Linked DNA regions of Drosophila melanogaster: regions 1 and 3 are each linked to region 2. The links are chromatin contacts, called in public Hi-C maps. All regions are on one chromosome and are shown on one strand. The core of a region is the stretch at or near the end of the contact, and the rest is flanking DNA. Distances in the headings are between cores, read along the strand shown. Region 1 holds the start of sif (still life). Region 2 holds the start of Chd64 (Chd64,). Region 3 holds the start of CG13285.

Region 1 (3,911 bases), core at 748-3,247, 1.5 Mb before region 2:
GAATTTGGCCGTGGAAAAGCTGCCTTTATAGCTCATTTCGTCGTGGAGTCGATCTCCCTAAGCAAAGTTTTGCGTATGGAACTGTGTACAATAATTTAATTTAATTGAACTACTTCATTCAAGTGGAAAGTGGTGCTCAAAGTTTGCATTAAACGCTAAATGTAACACTCAGAATAGTAAAAATAAACTAAACATTTATATATTAGGAAGAAATTCCAAGGCACTTACCTTTTCTTAGTTTATTTGGAAGATTGAGTGATGTTTCCTTATGGATTTAGCACTTTAACTGAAGTGTCCTTGATTTCGGTTAAGTTTTTAGTTTTAAGTAGAAGTTTTAAACATGTTTAGACTTTGTACATTGTGTTGTTGGAACTTTAAACCGTTTGAGAACTATTTAGATTAATTGATTTAGGTTAGAGTTTTCGTTTTCCTTAGTTGGAATCATGCCAGATACAGAGTACAGATTCATTCTTACATTTGCCTGTGCAAGAGTAGGGAGTGAAAAACATTAATTCGAGTACAAATCGCAATGTGGGTGAGGTAAAGTAAAAAAGTGAAAGTGTGGTGCAAACGACAGTCAGAGAGAAAGATATTGAGTGAAGGAAACATTGAGAATTTATAAAAATGCAATATAATTGAAATGCGAGTGGGGATTAGGCTAAACCCTCGTCCACGGGGCGAATGTGCAATAATGCCTGAATGCCCAGAAACGCCCATATATTTATTTACTCGCACTCGTACTCGGGCTTGTCGCCCAGTTTGCTCTCCAAAAACGCGACTCATCTCACCTCGTTCCCATCCTCGTCCTCGGGTTGCCCTTTTGGCCAGAGCTTTTCCCCCACCGAACCTGCGGCGACCTCCAATCGCCCAGCATCGCATCTACTTGACCTACTAACGCCTGTCGCATTATGACACACATTCGTTAATTAGGCCCAACCCAATAACTTCTTTTCTTCCCAGCCATCTAATCGCCGAGCGCGCGGCGTATGCGTAATATGCGTGTGTTTTTCTTTTTTTGTGTTACGGCCTCGATTTGCATGCCATAAAAAAAGGCAGACACACCTTGGCGCGTCCCTATTTTTATGATTTACCAATAGCTGGGATGGGCGGCCAGTGTCCTTCGTCCTTCGTCGTGGTGTCTCAATGCCGTGCCCATGCAGCGAGTTAAATCAAATTAGCACCCGTAGGGGCAGCAAATCCGAGGTGCATGCCATGCCACACCCCCAAAACACACACACACGCAAACAGACACACACTCACACGTACGCGAGAATCGCGAAATCGAGAAATGGGGACAGGGAACAAGGAACAAGGACTTGGAACATGACAGGAGACAGCGTCAGAAGGAGGATATTACATAACAGGCGCTCCCCATGTAAATCTGGTTGTAAATTCCCAGTGTGTGTGTGTGTGTGTGTTTGTGTGCCTCTGGGTGTGTTGGTGTTGTTGTGCTCTTGTGTGTGCTTGTGTGTGGGTACGAGTGGTTGTGGTTTGGCCCAAATGAATATGCGATGACGTTGACGTTGCTATTGTTATTGTTATTGTTTTCTATCAGTGGATGCTGATGCTTTATTATTGTTTGCCCAGTTAAAAAGGTAATTTTCTCATTTTCTTTTAACCTTGAACTCTTAGTTTTCGCCAGCATTTTTCCTTTCCATATTTGTATAACTTATGCGTTGAAAAACTGTTTTCATTTTATGCCAAAAAAAAAAAATTGTACAAACTTTTTCCGTTTACTTTGTGTAATTTTAATTTTTTTAATGGTTTTTTTTTTGGTTTTGGGGTTTGTGGGTTTTTGAAAATTTGTTGCTGAAACGCTTTGTTAACTTTGTTGAAATTCTTTTAGTTGTCTAAGTTATTGTTTTTGGTTAAGTTTGATAATTGGACTTGAGGGTCCTTTATTTTTGGGTCTTCATATTTTTCTGTGTTAATATGGTGTAAATGTAAATTCCGCCGCGTTGCACACAACAATTCTCTGGCAGAGATCAACTGAGACTGAGCTCGACGCTGGCCTTAGTTGCATCCTTTTGGGTATCCTGCTCCTGCTTCCTTGGCGAAGGACAAAAATCGCGAGAGAGCGAGCCCGAACAAAATGTTGCAAACTAAACCACAACAAAAACAGCCAAAAGGGCCAAGAGCCAAGAGGCAGAGAGGCAGCTGGAGAAAAAGAGAGAGAGAAAAAGAGAGCGACCAAAAAAAGGCAGGACTTTCCCTTTCCCTGCTCCTCCTGGCCATGTCCTCGCCCAATCCGTTTGTTGTTGCTGCTGCTCACTATGTTTCACTTTCAGGGGGTGGTGGGTGCTGACTTTAGCGCCGGGAGCGGCGGGTTTCAGGTTTCCAAGCTTACACAGTGATTCTGCGTTTTCATGGTGATTCCATTTGTAGCTGTTTGTTGTTGCCCCAAGGAAAGCTCCATTGTTGTCAGTGGCCACGTGACTCGCGACCAGGACTTTCTTATCAGCACAGAGCTTTTAGTTCGGCCCCAGGGTGCAAAAGCTCCGATTTCAAAAAACAGACCAAGGGATGCTCTCTAGCTTAATTCGTTTACTTGGGATCTAGTGAAAAACCTTAGCAACTATGGTTCCTAGAAAATAATGTTAAAATAGAAAATAAACTTAGGATAGGATGGTTTTCGGGGCGCGTCTCTTCCCGCTAATATCTAAGTGTAGTAGCTAGTTTTGTTGTACGTGGGTTTCTTTGATTTGATGCGTGTTTTTTCTTAGATTTCCATTTTGTACTTGTCAAGGAAGTTTCTAACTTCCAACTACCAGTCCAAGATCCAAGGACTTCCTAGGTGGCCTCCTCGCTCTTCTCTTGGGCTGCACTGCTGCTGCTATTGTTGCTTATGCTTTTGCTATTACTGTGGCTTTGGGTCTGCGAAACGATGTGGGCTTAGTCCTCGAAATGGGGCTGTGGAATCGTAGAGGAGCACTTACCACATTCTTGTGCGGGCAGTCGGCATGGAGATGGTCTTCTCCACGGCAGCGATGACAGCGCTTCGGCTGAGGACCCAAAGCGCATTCGGAGGCAATGTGATTGGCGAATTCGCCGCAGTTGTAGCAGCGCATGCGGCGAGTCCGGCGATTTCTGTTGGGTGGTTGGTGGGTAGGTGGTGAAAATGGGGAAAATTAGTTAAACGATTGGGTATGAGCTCACATTCGCGGCCTGTAGGTGCTGCCTTGGCAGCTACCGCCATGCCTGCTGGACACCCTGGTGGCCTCCAATCCGCGCGACGTGCGCTGGCACTCGAATTCCACCTCCTCCTGCTCGCCCAGTGATCGGAAACCTGACATCTGGATGACGCTCTATATGCATACGTTTATAATGAGAATTATATTGAATTAATGCATTAAATATTAAATTATTATACCGATTTTCCATATTCTATCGGATAGTACATAAGGCCTTGCATTAAGGAAAGACCTCAGTTTCATCCAAGAAAGAGAGTACCCACCTGATGGACGAACACCTCCTGGCCGCCGTCGTTGGGTGTAAGGAAGCCCCATCCCTTGGCCACGTTGAACCATTTGCATTTGCCCAGTCGCACACAACCGCATTCCTCGGTGGGACTCGCAAGATTTGCCGGATTCGCTGGAGGGAATAGAAAATGAAACTTGAGTTCGGTGCCCAATTCGATATCCTGTCTGGGAATCCCTCTGTTCAAGGTTTTGTTATTCAAATGACCAAGCGGCAAATAGGCAGCTGAACAACATTCATCGTGTCCTTGCCCCATTTGCCGCGAGGCAAGTTCAACTTGGGTTAGGTTCTTCTCTAGCCCTCCACGTCCCCATCCCAACTCAACGCCCATTGAGGGCAGAAAACAGGTTTCGTTGTTATTATAAGAAATATTCGGAAATAACTGAACGAGCGGCGCGGCGGAGTGGATTCATTCCATTATCTAAGCAGGGGCT
Region 2 (4,007 bases), core at 810-3,309:
CTACAACTAAGCTAAAAAAAAGAACATTTGATGCAATTTTCGATTCGAATCGTTGCGTTTCGATCTAATATAATTACAAACTCGCTTCAAAAGTTGAAAGTGCATGCTTACATTGAGTATAACTTGAGCCAGAGAGCAGGATAATCGCCTGGGCCGACGCCGAAGCAGCGTATATAATTGAAAATTATATAAAATTAGTAGACAACAAACCCCTAGTATAAACAACAACGCGAGATTCTACGGGGCACCCAGATCGAATTGTGTGTGGACGGGTCCCGAGCAAGCAATAAAAGAATACGAAGACGCGGTATCCACATACCATTAACCCATCCACATTTACAGCGCCTCACTGCTAGGAGGGCATATTCGAACCCCCTCTTTATTTTTTGCCCAACTTTGCACAGTTGTTCTGTAAGTTAAGTTTAATACGTTGAGCCAACGAATCGTGAGGTATTATTTATTTAAACAAAACGAAACAAACGAAAAAAAAAAAACATAGGAAAGAGGAGGAAATAAGGAAATTCAATTGAAATTATTTGCTGATACTGTTCGCAGCTAGTCGAGCAGATACATAGGTAGCCTGTAAACAATAAAACAATTACACGCGGATATATACACCCACTGTAATCACAGATGTCAGTGCTTGATATACACATGCCTAGGTCTAGTGGAACTGGTAGTTCTACCATGTTGTACTATTTGTAGTAGGAGTCCCAAATCTGATTATGCTTATGTCACCCTTTATTATAGGAATGTTCTCTGTATATTATTGCGTCTCTTTTGCGTCTACGTATATATTTTTTGGTAAATGATTTTTTATATATACATATACACATTTATATTTGTAATTTGTATTTATCCATGTGCAAAAATAAATTATGATGATTATTTTTTAAAGAGTCGTCCCCCTCGAAGCATGCATAACAGATTGTAAAAAATGAATCGATTTATATATAATACGAAAATCACACACTACCCACTTGTATCTGAGCGAAAGGGCCTTAACAATTAGTAGGATGCATGATCGATGTATGCAGATCGGTTATAAAAACAGATATAGCAGGCATATTATTCGCATGCGAAAACCGTTAATAGAATAATATATTATAATGGCAATATGTGTATGCAACTAATAAGCCCTAACTTCTAGTTAATTACTGCTTTCCTATGTTATAAACCAAATGGCGATATAATCAAAACAAAAGACAAGCCCACATAAGTTAAATGTGTATGCTACCAACATAACAAACCTTTGAAGATCAAGCTGAATTATGTATTTCTAATATTAAATATATCACAACCCACACATAAAAAAAAAAAAACAAACACGACAAATAGAACAACAAATTATACAAGCAATTCCCCTATTTATTTAGAACCACACTGAAACACTAAAGAAATTCGCTTCTTATCGTAAATCCACAATTGCATAATTTATACGATTAAACAAAATATATATTTATGTGAATAAACTGTAACTAATTCTCAAGGCAATCATCCAAATGCGATTCGCTACTTCTTGGTTTCCAGAAAGTCCCCCAAAAATGTCATGGTCATCTGAATGGAATGCTGCTGCAAGAACCTCTCGATAAGGGGGAACATAGGAAGTTTTCAATGGAACTTTACTCTGGCGAATCTTATCGGATAGTTTGTACACAACCGCAAAAAGTAGCACTAATAGTGGTTGACTTCTATTAAAAGTAAAGCAACAGGTGGATCATGGAAATCATACTGATTCAGATTCATTATCTTTTCAAAACCTATTGAAAACAAAAGTTACTGGTTTAGAAGGCAAATGAACCAGAAATTTTAAATTTATACTTATATAGTGTAAAATTGTTTCCAGTGCTCGATAGTTCCATGTTTTATTATTTGAAAAACAACTGCCGTTAACAAAGCGGTATGACATCATCAATGCCATCATAACAAATCAGCTGCCGCTGATAAGCGCAGCTTGGAGCTTTTATGTTGTACCCAACCTACTAGGTACAAGACTGAGTGTGCTTTACAACACTAAACTGTTGGCGAGCTTTCCTCTGTTTCGCAGCTCGGACCGCCTTTCATAACGTAGTAAGTTTTCGTTGCGAACGGACGTAGCCCAACCAACTTGGCCTTAACCCTTGCGCTCCCTCCGATTTATTCCGCGGCAAACACATTCCAGTGGACAGTGGTGCAGTTCAGCCCAAGACCAACCTACATTTTAGCTCCCTGCAAACCCGTTTCTTCATCAAATAACTATGGCGTCCAACCGTGCAGCGAAGTCTGGTTTTGCCGCCGAGGCCCAGCGCAAAGTAAGTACCAAATAGCAACAACAACCGCACCCCCCACCCAAAAACCGAAGAGCGCCAAACAAAACAACACAATAAACAAATTGCCCAAAAAAAAATCAACTTTTGCACGGGTGTGTGCGTGAGTTTAGAGCTGCATTGACTTTATTTGGCGCTGCGTTGTCAAGATTTTATCTTCGCGCGCCAAATGCCAAAAATTAGCCAAAAATGGTCTTGAAATTGCCAGCGTCTAACAAGGAATGACCTCATTTCGCTGATAAGTCGAACAAGTATTTATGTACATACATATGTATATAGGAATATATACATGCATGTACACACATGTGTAATGCATGCGTAATTCGAAAGCTTGAAGATGATTTAGGTGATTTTGAGGCATTGTCAGTGCGGGTGATTCAAATCGAAGATCGAGAAAACAGTTGGTTATCCATAAATCAAACAATTAGTAGTAGTTAGTAAAGCTCTGGAAATTTCGATATGAATAATATCCCAAGTTCGAACAGTATACATTATAAAGATGAGCTAATATAATCCTAATTAATTGTGCTGCAATAAAAGCAAGTCTGAATACATAGGTGCTACTTGTGGAGTATCCACTGTAGAAGGAAGACCCTTTGGATGATCTCAACCCAACTATTGCAGCATGGTAGCTTCCGCAATGTAAATTGACATTAGTTCCGTCCATTAGCAGCACTTTGCCTCAAATGCACTCATACAAATGCATCGGGCTTTTGTGGGTGGGATGGGGTTGGGGATGGGTTACCCGTACCCTTCGGCCATTTGGCCCTCGTCAAGTCGGGGTTACGCAATTCCAACCGCCCCTGGGCAGCCCCAAGTGAAATTGTATATGTCGCCGGCACAGGGGATTAAGTGCAGTCCGACGAAATCCACAACAAGACAACTACAGTTACAGCATTGCCCAAACAAAAAACGAAACAAATAATCGAGATTTTTCATATCCGAAGTTTTGTATACCCTTGAGGAGCACTTTACCAAGTTGTTGACAAACTGAAATATTTTGTTTTGCTTTAGCTTTGCTTATCTAAAAGTATTTCCACCCGGATTTCATTCTCTTGAGTCAGCCATTTGGCAAAAGGCCTTGTTTATCGGTATTATCTGTACTAGCGCATTTTTAAAACACAGTATGTTTTAAAACACAGTATGAAGTATGTTTTAACGTGGTTTATGGTGATATATCAGGCACTATGGTTATGAAAAATATTATGAGAACTCTGTAGTGTTTATTTATGCCATATCATGTTAAGCTAAAACATTTTGGTACTTGGAATAGGAAGAACCTTGGCATAGGGTATAGAAAAATAAGAGAAATAGAGGCGAGTGCCTGGAGGCGCAGCTGCTGGCGCGACTCCAAGCCGCGATCGAATGGCTCCCCAGGAGCCGAAGGCGATGATGTCATTCCTTCAGCTGTCCCTCCACTGGTGCTCCTCGATCCCTTCGCGATCCATTCAACTCGAAGGCGTTGTTAGTTTGAGCACTTTTGCCGCTCGCTGGGAGTCACTCATATCTTCTGAGGGGGATTCGGGTTCGGGTTTTGAGTTTTTGGGGGTGACAGGAGGTAGAGGCGATAGCAGCACCTTTTCCACCACATGAGCACTTAAAACTGAGTATGTGGCGTAAGCAAACAGCAAAACAAAAGTGAGGCAAAAAGGTATGAAAGCAATATTTTTGTTTGTCTCATGGGTTCTCTACACTCCGTGC
Region 3 (4,327 bases), core at 1,666-4,165, 1.4 Mb before region 2:
TTGTAATCTAAACATTTCCTGCAGAGAGCACTGTAAATTGGCAAAAAAAAAAAAGAGAAAATTGTTTTGTGACATGTTGTTTATTATGCATTTATGTATGCTTTTTATTTTTTTATGATTTTGTTCACTCTTATTTCTTTATGATTTTTATCAACTTTAGTTCTTAGTTTATTTAATGTCTACTCTAATCACGATTGAGACGGAATATTGAATTGTTATGTCAAAAGAGAAATACTGAAATTAAATAAAAATTAAAAGAAAATAATTCTGGGCTTATTAATTATTTAATTGGAAAATGGGAAAACAAATCTACTTATGAGAGTGAAATCCTTAATTGGGGTGGCAGAATTTTATGAAAACAAGGATTACTTCATTTGGTTGTGCTGTCAATAAAAATCTATATATGTGGTAATGAACAAAGGATTTGCGTTAAAGAGTTGTTTTAAACTTTAAAGTTTGGTTTCAACACAAATTTGTAACTATTAGCCTCAGGTCGATTCAGGAACATATATGTACGAGTATCATTATAGTCGACTACGGAATACTTGAGGCGCAGTTGGAAAATGTGTAACATACCTTAAGGGCGTTTTCTTTTAATGTTTTTACTGTTATGGTACACCACCCTCATGACCTCCCTAACCTGGTTTTGACCTAGAAAGTCTTAGTTTTAAAATTCATTAGAATAATCAAATAAATAATAATTACTATGTTATATCAACTATTATAATTCTCCCTATCATTTTTAGGATTAAAAATCTGTTAGTCTTAAGTAACCAAGACACATTGTAAAATAAAATAATTTAAGCAGATCAAATTAAGTTGCCGCATGGGTAACAGTGCGTTGATCAAATAATAAAAACATCATCGTAATCAAATCTAAAAAAAAAAAAAAAACTGTTATGGTTACTGTACAATTAAAGTTTCGCCATTACTATGAGTTCGTGTTTCTACGGTACCTGAAGATGTTTAAGCCTAAAAGTATGCTGGCATTTGTGAAAAGCATGAAAGGCACCTCTTCATCTAGCAACAATTTTTTTCTCTTAAAGATTTTGTATCTCTACGCAATCTCTTAGATCGCAGCCTAATTTAAATTTATTGAACCGCACCCCTCACAGCAAGCAGTAAAGCAGGAATCCAATTTGGAAATTAAATCTTTATATAAAATAAGTGTAAATGATGTTAGAAAAGACTGGTGTTAGGCTCACACGTTCCCTATTTTTCCCTATTATCCCAGTTAAGGGGTAGTAAGTGTATATAAGATATGTTTAATAAATAATTTAAAAAGAAACATATAAATTTGAAACAACATACGATCAAACTAGGAATATGAATTTAACTGTTGATTTAAATTTTGCACGGTTAACTGAAGTCGAGTTATGCTAATTAGAATTGCCTGGTGTGTAAAATGGCTGTCGTCATTTGGCAAGAAAATTTCCCATTTGCAAATATGTGTAAGGCTCCTTTGCATGAGCAATCCGACCAGGTAAGGTCCTTGGAAAAGGACCTGAAATCAATAGACAAACAAAGAGAGGCCATGAAGCCAGAGTGAAATGGATAGCTTCTGTTTATTTTTTTTATTCTGATGTTTTTTCCCTTTGTTGTTTTGATAAGTATAAAATGGAGTTCATGGCAGTGAAATGCCTTTAAGCTTTGGAGGCTCGGCATAATTTTGCCCACAGCTTAAAGAAAACAGGCCTTAGATATTTCATTAGCATTTATTAAATTATTAACTGGAAATGTTATTTTTATAGAAGATGGAAGTCTCGTTGGCATCTTATTATTAAATTCTTGATAAGATGAGTCTTTACGAGCTCGTATCTCTTGTGCTTGTAACAATTTTACCTTGGATCCATGAGTAACCCAGTTGTGGGATAAATTTTACGACTATGTTGGGTATTTAACTAAAGAGTTGCAATACCCGCATGTCGCAAAATACGCGATACTTTTCACACATCGTATCTTTGACATTAGCTGTGAACTCTTTAAGTTGGTTTTTGCGTTCGGCTGGAGGTCGATTTTCGGGTAAACACAAATACACTTTTGAGATAATTTTCATGCTTTCTAGTGCGAGTCGGAACTAGAGTTTTATGAATGGGCTTACTACTTCACAGGGCCTTTAAGAATTACAAAATATTTGGCGGCCTATTTGCTCCACCACGATAACCGGCGATTATGCAAGAGGTTAGCACCACAAAAAAGTTAACAAAAACCAACAAAATGTCAAATAAGCTAAATATTTAGATAGCAAACTCTCTGTGGATAATTGGAATTAAAGATATACTAAGCCAACACGACCTGGCCAGCAGCGTTTTCAGCATTCTCATTCATTGCCAGATGGCGGGAAACTTGAAAGAAATGCGATCTGTGAACTGAGGGTAAATATTCAATGGTTTACCGGGGCGGGGCTTTTCACTGTTTTTGTTTCGGTTTTGTTTTTGGTTTTGCTTTGGCTATTTGTGTTTGTTAAAGTTTTGCAAAGGCAAATAGGTGGGTAAAATTAAACCCGGCTCACGCACTGGCAAGATGGGCATTTATTTTGTCACCTGCCTCGTGTAATTGAGAATATTACGCGTATTATTCAATAATCATAGATAATCGCTGGCAGAAAAGGTCTCATTGCGACTGATCAGAGTGGTTAGAACTCTTTAGGGCTGGATTCCCACCCGCTGAGGTGGGAAGTTACGCTGGAGTTTCGCTTTGGCCGCACCAACGTGTCGTATGAGTAATAAGCCCGAGCTTCACCTCAAGTGAGATACAAAAGTGCGACAAGTGCGGGAGTTGGGGGCTTTGTTTTGTTTTGTTTCTGTTGCGGATTGTTTGTCTCAACGACGTCGACAGCGACTTCAACTTGAGCGTAGCAACTCAGCCGGAAAATGAAAAATATAAATTGGCCCCTTGTCTGAGAAACAGAATTATTTAACGTCCAGCAACCGAGCCAAGCAGTTGTCTTGGTTTCCAAAGCTCTCTTGCCGGGAAGTCTACCGTTCCGCCGTATTCAGATTGTTTTGTTTTTAATATGGTTAAATCCAGTGTCATGTTCATCAAGCTATTTACCCTAATGGTGAGTGCTAGCAGGAATATTCAATTTGTGTAAACATCCTAAAACAAAAGCCGCTTAAATAACATTTTAGTTGGCCGTGACTGGAGCCTGGAGTGCCGCCCTCCCAGAAAATCAGGTGGCAACTGCGACCAGGACGACGACAAGTGATTTGGCAACCGCCGAGACTTCGGCCAAGTGTGAGTACTCCATATTGAAGTTACAACTAACAGGCTAACTCATCTTTTATCTCAAAAACCTTACTTATTCTTTCAAATAGTAATATGATTGCGTCATTGTTTTTATACCCATAAAGGTACTAGGTAATTAAAAATTCTTTGTTCTTCTTTACCTACGATCTTGTAGTGTTAAATCTCTTTGGAACTGGCTCTGGGTATCCGAACTATGGCTACAACTATAATCGTCCGAGCAACCCCTACTATCCCGGCTACAATACGAACTACTACGGCTCATCGGGATACTATCCCGGCTCGGGATATGGATCTACCACCTACTACCCAAACCAGGGGAGCTACGGTTCCTCCGGCTACTACCCAACTCAAGGCTATAACTATTATTCCACTAGCAGTTATCCGACCACGAACATTCTGGGTAGCCAAGGAGGCGGATACGGCGGATATGGTGGCTACGGAGGTAATGGAGGTTTTAGGCAATACTCAGGCTATTGGCAGCGGGATTATCAGGGTCAGCGGAATCGTGGATATGGCTACTACGATGATACAGATCGTTTGGGCCTGCCCATCTCGAGAGATCGTTCCTATGGTTCGAGTTCCTATCGTGGCTATAACTAATGATGTGCTTTTTGTGTCTGTTGTTATGGCATTTTTGTTACCGCTTTTGGCCTCTTCCCTCTTGACTAATAATAAAATACTTAACCATATGTCAAGTGCTACTAATTTAATGTGTAAGCTGTCGCTTTAGCTTGGCGCGTAATTAATTGCTTCTAGGTTACATTTCCATGAGACATTCAAATTACCAGCGGACACGCCCAATTGCACACTCAAATCTGCCCATTTGTCATTCGTTCATATTCATGCTCTCCAGTGCTGGTAAAAATGTGTGTGTTACTATCTAAATTCCTAGCCTAAATTGAAATGAATTGCACTTTTGCAGCTTCAACCTGAAAGTTGACTATGTATATTACTTGTTTGGCTGCATCGCGTTGCCGACTTTTCGACTTCATTCAAACCGCTCTTTTCATTTTTCAGGCTATGTGCGCAGCACTTTTGGCTAAAGCCGCCGCCAAGAACTTAACCGAATGTTACACTC

What was found. A called contact is a pair of places that touch in the nucleus more often than the background predicts.
Region 1: a Hi-C map of the Kc167 cell line shows a contact between it and region 2, with 2.5 times the contacts expected there. A contact is called at or near these places in 1 of 107 Hi-C or Micro-C datasets (the Kc167 cell line) and 1 of 7 datasets of targeted methods (the Kc167 cell line).
Region 3: a contact with region 2 is called in a Hi-C map of the Kc167 cell line, with 3 times the contacts expected there. A contact is called at or near these places in 1 of 107 Hi-C or Micro-C datasets (the Kc167 cell line) and 1 of 7 datasets of targeted methods (the Kc167 cell line).

Annotation. Positions count from the first base shown.
Region 1 is chr3L:5,655,999-5,659,909 of dm6, reverse strand. It overlaps sif (still life), which reads right to left and starts at 1,997. Exons shown (of 35, transcript NM_001104049.4): 1 at 1,620-1,997; 2 at 229-481. It overlaps lin-28, which reads right to left. Exons shown (of 5, transcript NM_139726.2): 2 at 3,455-3,591; 3 at 3,157-3,305; 4 at 2,937-3,087; 5 at 2,526-2,874. The coding sequence ends at 2,791. It overlaps Sse (Separase), which reads left to right. Exons shown (of 7, transcript NM_079211.3): 7 at 1-210. The coding sequence ends at 31.
Region 2 is chr3L:4,120,440-4,124,446 of dm6, reverse strand. It overlaps Chd64 (Chd64,), which reads left to right and starts at 2,059. Exons shown (of 3, transcript NM_139603.3): 1 at 2,059-2,291. The coding sequence starts at 2,238. It overlaps ens (ensconsin), which reads left to right. Exons shown (of 13, transcript NM_001300004.1): 13 at 1-1,540.
Region 3 is chr3L:5,534,347-5,538,673 of dm6, reverse strand. CG13285 reads left to right here and starts at 2,915. Exons shown (of 4, transcript NM_001259709.1): 1 at 2,915-3,061; 2 at 3,132-3,237; 3 at 3,404-3,691; 4 at 4,267-4,327. The coding sequence starts at 3,017. The coding sequence ends at 4,292. frm (farmer) reads left to right here. Exons shown (of 8, transcript NM_001144417.3): 8 at 1-263.